Regions from separate parts of the Zea mays genome. Here region 2 is linked to region 1. A link is a contact called in public Hi-C data. All regions are on one chromosome and are shown on one strand. Each heading gives the region's core, a stretch centred on a gene start, on an enhancer-like site or on the middle of the called end of the contact. The rest is flanking DNA. Distances are from core to core; before and after follow the strand shown. Region 1 holds the start of LOC100192755. Region 2 holds the start of LOC100192731.

What was found. A called contact is a pair of places that touch in the nucleus more often than the background predicts.
Region 2: a contact with region 1 is called in a Hi-C map of bundle sheath, with 6 times the contacts expected there. The contact joins the promoter of LOC100192731 here to the promoter of LOC100192755 in region 1. A contact is called at or near these places in 2 of 25 Hi-C or Micro-C datasets (bundle sheath and ear).

The regions. Positions count from the first base shown.
Region 1 is chr2:74,559,302-74,562,667 of Zm-B73-REFERENCE-NAM-5.0, forward strand. It overlaps LOC100192755, which reads left to right and starts at 1,841. Exons shown (of 3, transcript NM_001367490.1): 1 at 1,841-2,152; 2 at 2,268-2,430; 3 at 2,552-3,366. The coding sequence starts at 1,899. The coding sequence ends at 3,328.
Region 2 is chr2:75,044,139-75,047,504 of Zm-B73-REFERENCE-NAM-5.0, forward strand. LOC100192731 reads right to left here and starts at 1,498. Exons shown (of 1, transcript NM_001137931.3): 1 at 283-1,498. The coding sequence starts at 1,104. The coding sequence ends at 379.

The sequences.
Region 1 (3,366 bases), core at 591-3,090:
ATTGTTTAGTATATGATATACTTTAAATGTGGCTTTGATTTTTTTCATTTTTAGCAAAAAAAATTGAATAGGATGAGCCGGTTAAATGTGGCACAAAAAATCAAGCGAATTATAATTTAGGAGAGAGAGAGAGAGTAGCTTTTTACCTGTTTTGCGGCATTGAGGAAATTAATGGTAGGTGTTGAATACGGTGAAAACAACTGAACTCGACTTATTGTCAATGCTAACGAGGTTTCATACGAACATGCATAAATAATACTTCTAATGCTCCACCTGTCTTTTCCTCCCCATCAAAACGTCTCACTTTTTATGGCAAGGATCAAAACGTCTCTCGTTTTTTTTAATGGAGCTCTTCACAGTTTCCATTCTCACCGGACGCGCTCTCGCTCGGCTTAGTTAGCAAGAAAACTGTGAATAGCTAGCTGCCGCCTTCAAACAAAAAAAGGATAGCGTTAACCTTGCCGAATCATCTCAGATTTAAAATGAAATATTGTGCGCTGGTGGTCTTGAACAAAAAACTTTAACCAATGCAACAAATCAAGCAACTTAAAGAAGGGTGATACGAAATAATAAGCTGTCAGATAATAAAAATCAAGCAATGGATTTGGCAAAAAGATGCCAAATAAATGGCATGACGAGGGACAACAACGTAGCTAATTTCCCTCGGCAGCGATACCGTACCTCTCTACCCGCCGTTCTCGCCAAAAAAAAACCACGAAAGCAATCATGGAGAGGAGCGTAATAATCAGCAGGTTGGTTAATCAAAATCAGTAACGCCCACCAAATTCTGCAGTGCGCCCAAGCAACCATTTCCTTAGAGCCAAAACAATCACCGGCAGGCTAATTTAATTCCATTTATTTATGCTATGGAGGGGAGGGGGGGCACCAGATTAGGCAGCCAAAGCTTCAATTGTTAGCAATACACAGCACCAATCACATGAAAGCAAGGAAGCACGGCTTCCATTCGTTGCGGCATCAATCCTCCCCCTATGTGACTGCCGCTGCAATCTGACATGCATGCCGATGCCATGCCAAAAACCGTGTCAGCATCCAGCAAGATTTCCATGTCACCAACCCTAGCTATGTGACTGACTGACTGATGGTTGATGATGCTACCAAACCATATACGAGGGGAGGGAGGACAGGAGGAACAAACCCCATGGCCCCCACACACACTCCCTCTTTCTCTCCTTTATCAGGGACCAGGAAATAGAACCAGCAACGAATAATAAACAAACCAGGCAAACAACCTAGCCCGAGAAAAGCAAAGCCAAGGAGGGTGGAAATTGCACTGATGCATTGGCAGGAGGCCACCACAATCATGCATGAATGGGTCCAGTCCTCAGTGCCCCACCACCTCCAGGTTTCCTCTCTCTTTAAAACTGAAGGAAATTAAAAAAACGGAAAGAAAAAAGAGAGGAGATATGTGCCTCAAAAGCTGAGAAGAGAGATAGATAGAACATAGAAAGGTAGAGAGTGGGGAAAAAAAGGACATGAGAGAGAGAGAAAGAGAGAGGAGGGTGGGGGGAGTATCAAGAAAGGAGAGGCTTTGCATCCAAGCGTGCTCCCCGTGAAGCAACCCTCCCCTCCGGTCAGCGTCCCTGTTGACCGAACCCGCAACGGAACGGAAACGGAGTGGTGGAACCGAACCCGCGCTCGGCGCTTCCCCTTCCTCGCCCACCCCACGCCACGACGCGACGACCATGTTGTGCAGTTGTGCTCCTCTCCTTGCCTGCCTTGGGCTTCCTATCCTATACTATATATAACTGTCCTCCTCCGGCACCTTCGCCATAACAGATACAGGCACCCCCTCCTCTCCTCTCCTCTCCTCTCTCTCCCTCTCATCACCAAAGAACTGCAACTAGGAACGGTTCGCCACAAAAAAAGAACGTACGGCTATGAAGACGAGGCGCGGTGCCTGCCACGCGGCGGCGGCGGCCACGGCGCCGGGCGAGGGGCCGGAGGCGCAACGCCGGAAGCGGCGCAGGACGGCGGCGGCCGAGGGGTCGCCAGCGGCGGCCGGCACTCCAGGTGTCCGCCCGGTGGGCAGAGACATGTTCGAAGAGCTGCCTGACGATCTCGTCGTCTCCATACTACGGGACGTCGCCGCGTCCGCCAGTTCGCCGGCCGATCTCGCCGGCGCCATGCTCACGTACGTCCAGTATATGTACAATATGTTGTGCCTGTTTTGTGCAAGGTGACGTGAGCCGGGAAGTCGACGGGCGATTGGAGTTGGAGTTGTAACCTCGACTTCTGTGCGTGCGCAGGTGCAAGAGGTTCAGGGAGCTCGGGCAGAGCAAGGTGGTGCTGGCGCGGGCGTCGCCGCGGTGCCTGGCGGTGCGCGCCAAGGCCTGGTCGGAGGAGGCGCACCGGTTCCTGCAGCGCTGCGCCGACGCGGGCAGCCTGGAAGCGTGCTACCTCCTTGGCATGGTAAGGACAGGAAGCTACAATCGTTGGACTTGTACAGAGGAGGAATCGTCTTTTGCCGTCCCGGCTAGCTAGGCGTTGCGTTGGATCGCGCTGACGGCGCTCGATGCATGGATGGATGCAGATTCGGTTCTACTGCCTGGGGATCCGCGGCTCGGGCGCGGCGCTGATGGCGGCGGCGGCGGTGGGCGGGCACCGCGAGGCGCTCTACTCGCTGGCCGTGGTCCAGTTCAACGGCAGCGGCGGGGGCAAGGACGACCGCGACCTCCGCGCCGGAGCCGCGCTGTGCGCGCGCGCGGCGTCGCTGGGCCACGTGGGCGCGCTCCGCGAGCTGGGGCACTGCCTCCAGGACGGCTACGGCGTGCGGCGGTCCGTGCTGGACGGGCGGCGCCTCCTGATCCAGGCGAACGCGCGCGAGCTCGCGGCGGTCGCCGCCTCGCCGCCGCCGCAGCTGCTCGGCAAGGCGGCGCCCCACCCGACTCGGCGTCACTCGTGCCTCCTGAGCGACTTCGGGTGCCGCGCCGCGGCCGGGGAGCCGCACGCGGCCAACCGGTTCCTGGCGGACTGGTTCGCGTCGCGGCCGCTGGGTACGGCGGCGGCGGTGGCGGCGGGCGGCGGGAGCGGCTCCTCGCCCGAGGAGGACGGCGCCGGCGCGCTGCGGCTGTGCTCGCAGGCGCTGTGCGGGCGGCCCGAGACGCGGCGGCACGAGTTCAGGCGGTGCTCCGTGTGCGGCCTGGTGAACTACTGCTCCCGCGCGTGCCAGGCGCTGCACTGGAAGATGGCGCACAAGGCGGAGTGCACGCCCATGGACCGGTGGCTCGACGTGGTCGGCGTCGGCGGCGGCGCGGCGCCGCAGCCCCACGCTAATGCCGACGGCGCCGCGGCGGCCCCGGCGCCGTGACGCGCTGGCGGTCGTCCGTTTCTTGTCACTTGTCAGTT
Region 2 (3,366 bases), core at 248-2,747, 480 kb after region 1:
GGATATCCACCCCGTGTCGTGCGGTGTTAAACCGGTTGCTTTTGGTTCCAGAGTAACCCTGAAGCTTCTAGCAGCACATGCATGCAAACACACAAAGCCCACCACTTGCTGAGTGCTGACCTCCTCCTGGCTGCAGGCTCCAGAATCCAGATATCCTCCTCCTCGACCCTGCCCCTGTGCCCTAGCTCCATTCCTGCCCCTCAAGATGAGGGCTTGTGCCCAGCCGACCTCTATATATACCCACGGCGTCCCACAGGCCAAACTCCATGTCCAACCATCCAACAACACACTCCAATCGTCGCTAGCCGGCCAGTACTGTCCGTCACATACACACACACTGACACCACCATCCACAAGAATCTCTCCACGCTACAGCCGCTACATACTGCAGCTGCAAGCTAGCGAGGCAAGTGTGTAACAACTAAGATGAAGGGCAAGGCGTCGAGGTTCCTGAAGCAGATGGTGTCGACCATCGTGGCGGTAGTCAAGGCCAAGTCCACGGCGGTGCGCGTCAAGACCAGCGCCCTCAAGACGCGCCTCCTCATCTTCGGCATCCTCCGCAACAAGAAGCTGCTCGTCACCGCCATCAACCACAAGATCCACGCCATCATGGGGCAGCAGCAGGAAGCAGCAGACAACGGCGCCGGCAAGCAGCAGCGCGACAGCAGCGACGAAGACGGCGGCGGCGGCGGCGGCAGGAATAAGGCCATCGTGCTCTACAAGCCCCCCAGCTACAGCTTCTCCGCGGAGCTGGGCGCCCACGAGGCGGAGCCGCCGCCGCAGGAGGAGGAGGAGGAGGACAGCGACGACTACCTCACCCACTCGCTGTTCGCCGACGAGGACGACGAGCTGGTCAACGCGCCGGGCTCGGTCATCGACGTCATGCGCGACGCCAGGGCGCGGGAGGCCGGCGACGGCAACGCCGCCGAGTTCAGCCTCGAGGACGAGATCGACCACGTCGCCGACGTCTTCATCCGCCGCATCCACCGCCAGCTCAAGCTGCAGAAGCTCGACTCCTTCAAGCGCTTCTGCGAGATGCTCGAGAGGAGCACCGCCTGACGCCCATGGCCACCGCATCGTGCATGCATCTTCATTCACATCCATCGTCCATCCGTGCTGCCAAGTGCCAACTAATGAATTAACCAGCAACACTTAATTAAGAGGTAGTGTGCATGGTGAAACAAAAATTATTAACATGGCTTCTAGCTGCTACTGCTACTGCTACTAGCAATTTTTGCCTCTCTGGTCTGGTCTGCCAAGGCTACCGCTGCTGTATGAATAACTTGGAGATCGACCGAAAAATTACATGCATGTAAGTAGAAGGGGTTAATAAAGGTGGTATGCAGACGAAGATGCTTTTCTTGAACTAGGGTTTAAGTAGCTAGAAATGGATGGGAACTGTACTTTAAGTAATTATGTTCTTTGTTCTTTGGGGAACATTGTTCTTGTGCTTAACCTTCAATAAAGAGGTAAAAGAAGAGTACGTGGATTGGACATCAGGCTTTGATCCGTACCGACTTCTATAATTTTATACTGTTTTGTCTTTATAGATTACATAGATTACACAACTACAACAGTCCGAACAGTTGGCTTGGCATTAAACTCAAACGAACAACTCGATTCTTAAGATACATCGTGTGTGTCTTTGTCACACATAGCTCAGCATATATGGATTTCTTTCGGAAAGGCCAGCTAAATATCATATCTAGGCTTTTTAGGCAACGAAGATTCTTATTACATCATAATAAAATTGAAATTATTTTGTTCTTTATGTACTAAAAATGATTTTCAAAACACAAAGACGCCCCATAAAATAAACCGTCTTTAAAGATAAGTTATAGAGGTAGCTCTAACCCCGGCCGTCTCTATAAATTTATCTCTATAGGTGACTATTATCACTACCGGAATTCGGCTCTTTGCCAAGTACAAAATGATTTGCCGAGTGTTTTTCTTTCGGGCACTCGACAAAAAAGCTCTTTGCCGAGTGCCAAGTAAAAAACTCTCGGTAAAAAAACACTCGGCAAAGAAACTCTTTGTCAAGTATTTTTATTTTTGACGCTCGGCAAAGAGTTTCTTTGCCGAGTGTTTTTTTAACACTAGTTAAAGAGCTTCTTTCCCAATTGTTTTTTTGACATTAGGCAAAGAGCTTCTTTGCCAAGTGTTTTTTTCAACACTAGGCAAAGATAGTTTAAAAATCATATTTTGAAGCGGTAAATTAATTTCAAATGAAAAGTTTTCAATTACAAATTTGTATAACTCATCAAGATATATAATTTATATTTGATCATTTCTTCATATGACAAAATAAAAGTAAATTTGTTAATAAAACATATTTCTCTCGTAGTTTATGAAACAACAAGAGAGATATACAAGATTTGTGAATAATGTTAGAACCATCATGTGGATGAACAAATAACCAAATAAACAAAATAAACTTTGTAGATCTTGAGAAGTTATAGAATTTTATTGTTGGCAACTTTTTCATTTGAAGTCATCTTGTCAACAAAAACTACATCTGAATTTAACAAATTTTAATTTTGAAAACGACCTCGAATGGAAAAACCACCAACATGAAAGTTATAGGTTTTGAAAAGTTATGAAACTTTATAGTTGATAGTGTTTTGGTTTGAAATTACCTTGTCATGCAAAACTATGTTTGAATTTTAAATTTTGGATTTTTCAAACTACATCGGATGGAAAAAACACTAAAATAAAAGTTGTAGGTCTTGAAATGTAATGAAACTTTGTAATTGACAAATTTTTAATTTGAAATCATCTTATCATAAAAAAATTCGTGTGAAGTTTTCAAATTTGAAATTTAAATTTTGTAAACGGACTCGGACGTAGAAACTATCAAAATAGAACTTGTAGATCTTGAAAAGTTATACAACTTTATAGTTGGCAATATTTTCAATTGGATTCATTTAGTGTCTAAACTAATCAAATTACTCTCGGTTTGTTATACTACATGAGGAATGAAAAACATAATACAGAGATAACTGATGTAGTAGTGTAGTGGTAGATAAGGTTATGCGCGAGAGAGAGGTTCAGTTTGAATCTCACCATTCACAAAACATGTAAATTTGATTCAAAAAATGATGAAAATGATATGGCGATGAGTAGGGCAATGGAAGTGGTTAGGGAGTTGTTCCCCTAATTTAAAAAATATTTTGCTGTTTTTGAGGTTTTTTTGTGATTCTTAATTTGCCAAGTGCTTTTCTTTGCTGAGTGTTTTTCGACACTCAGTAAAGGCTTTGTCGAGTGTCCAAAAAAGTACTCGGCAAAGAACCCTTTGCTGATAAAATGTTTGTCGAGTATTCTTTGTCGAGTGTAACACTCGGCAAAGGCTTTGTCGAGTGTAAAATG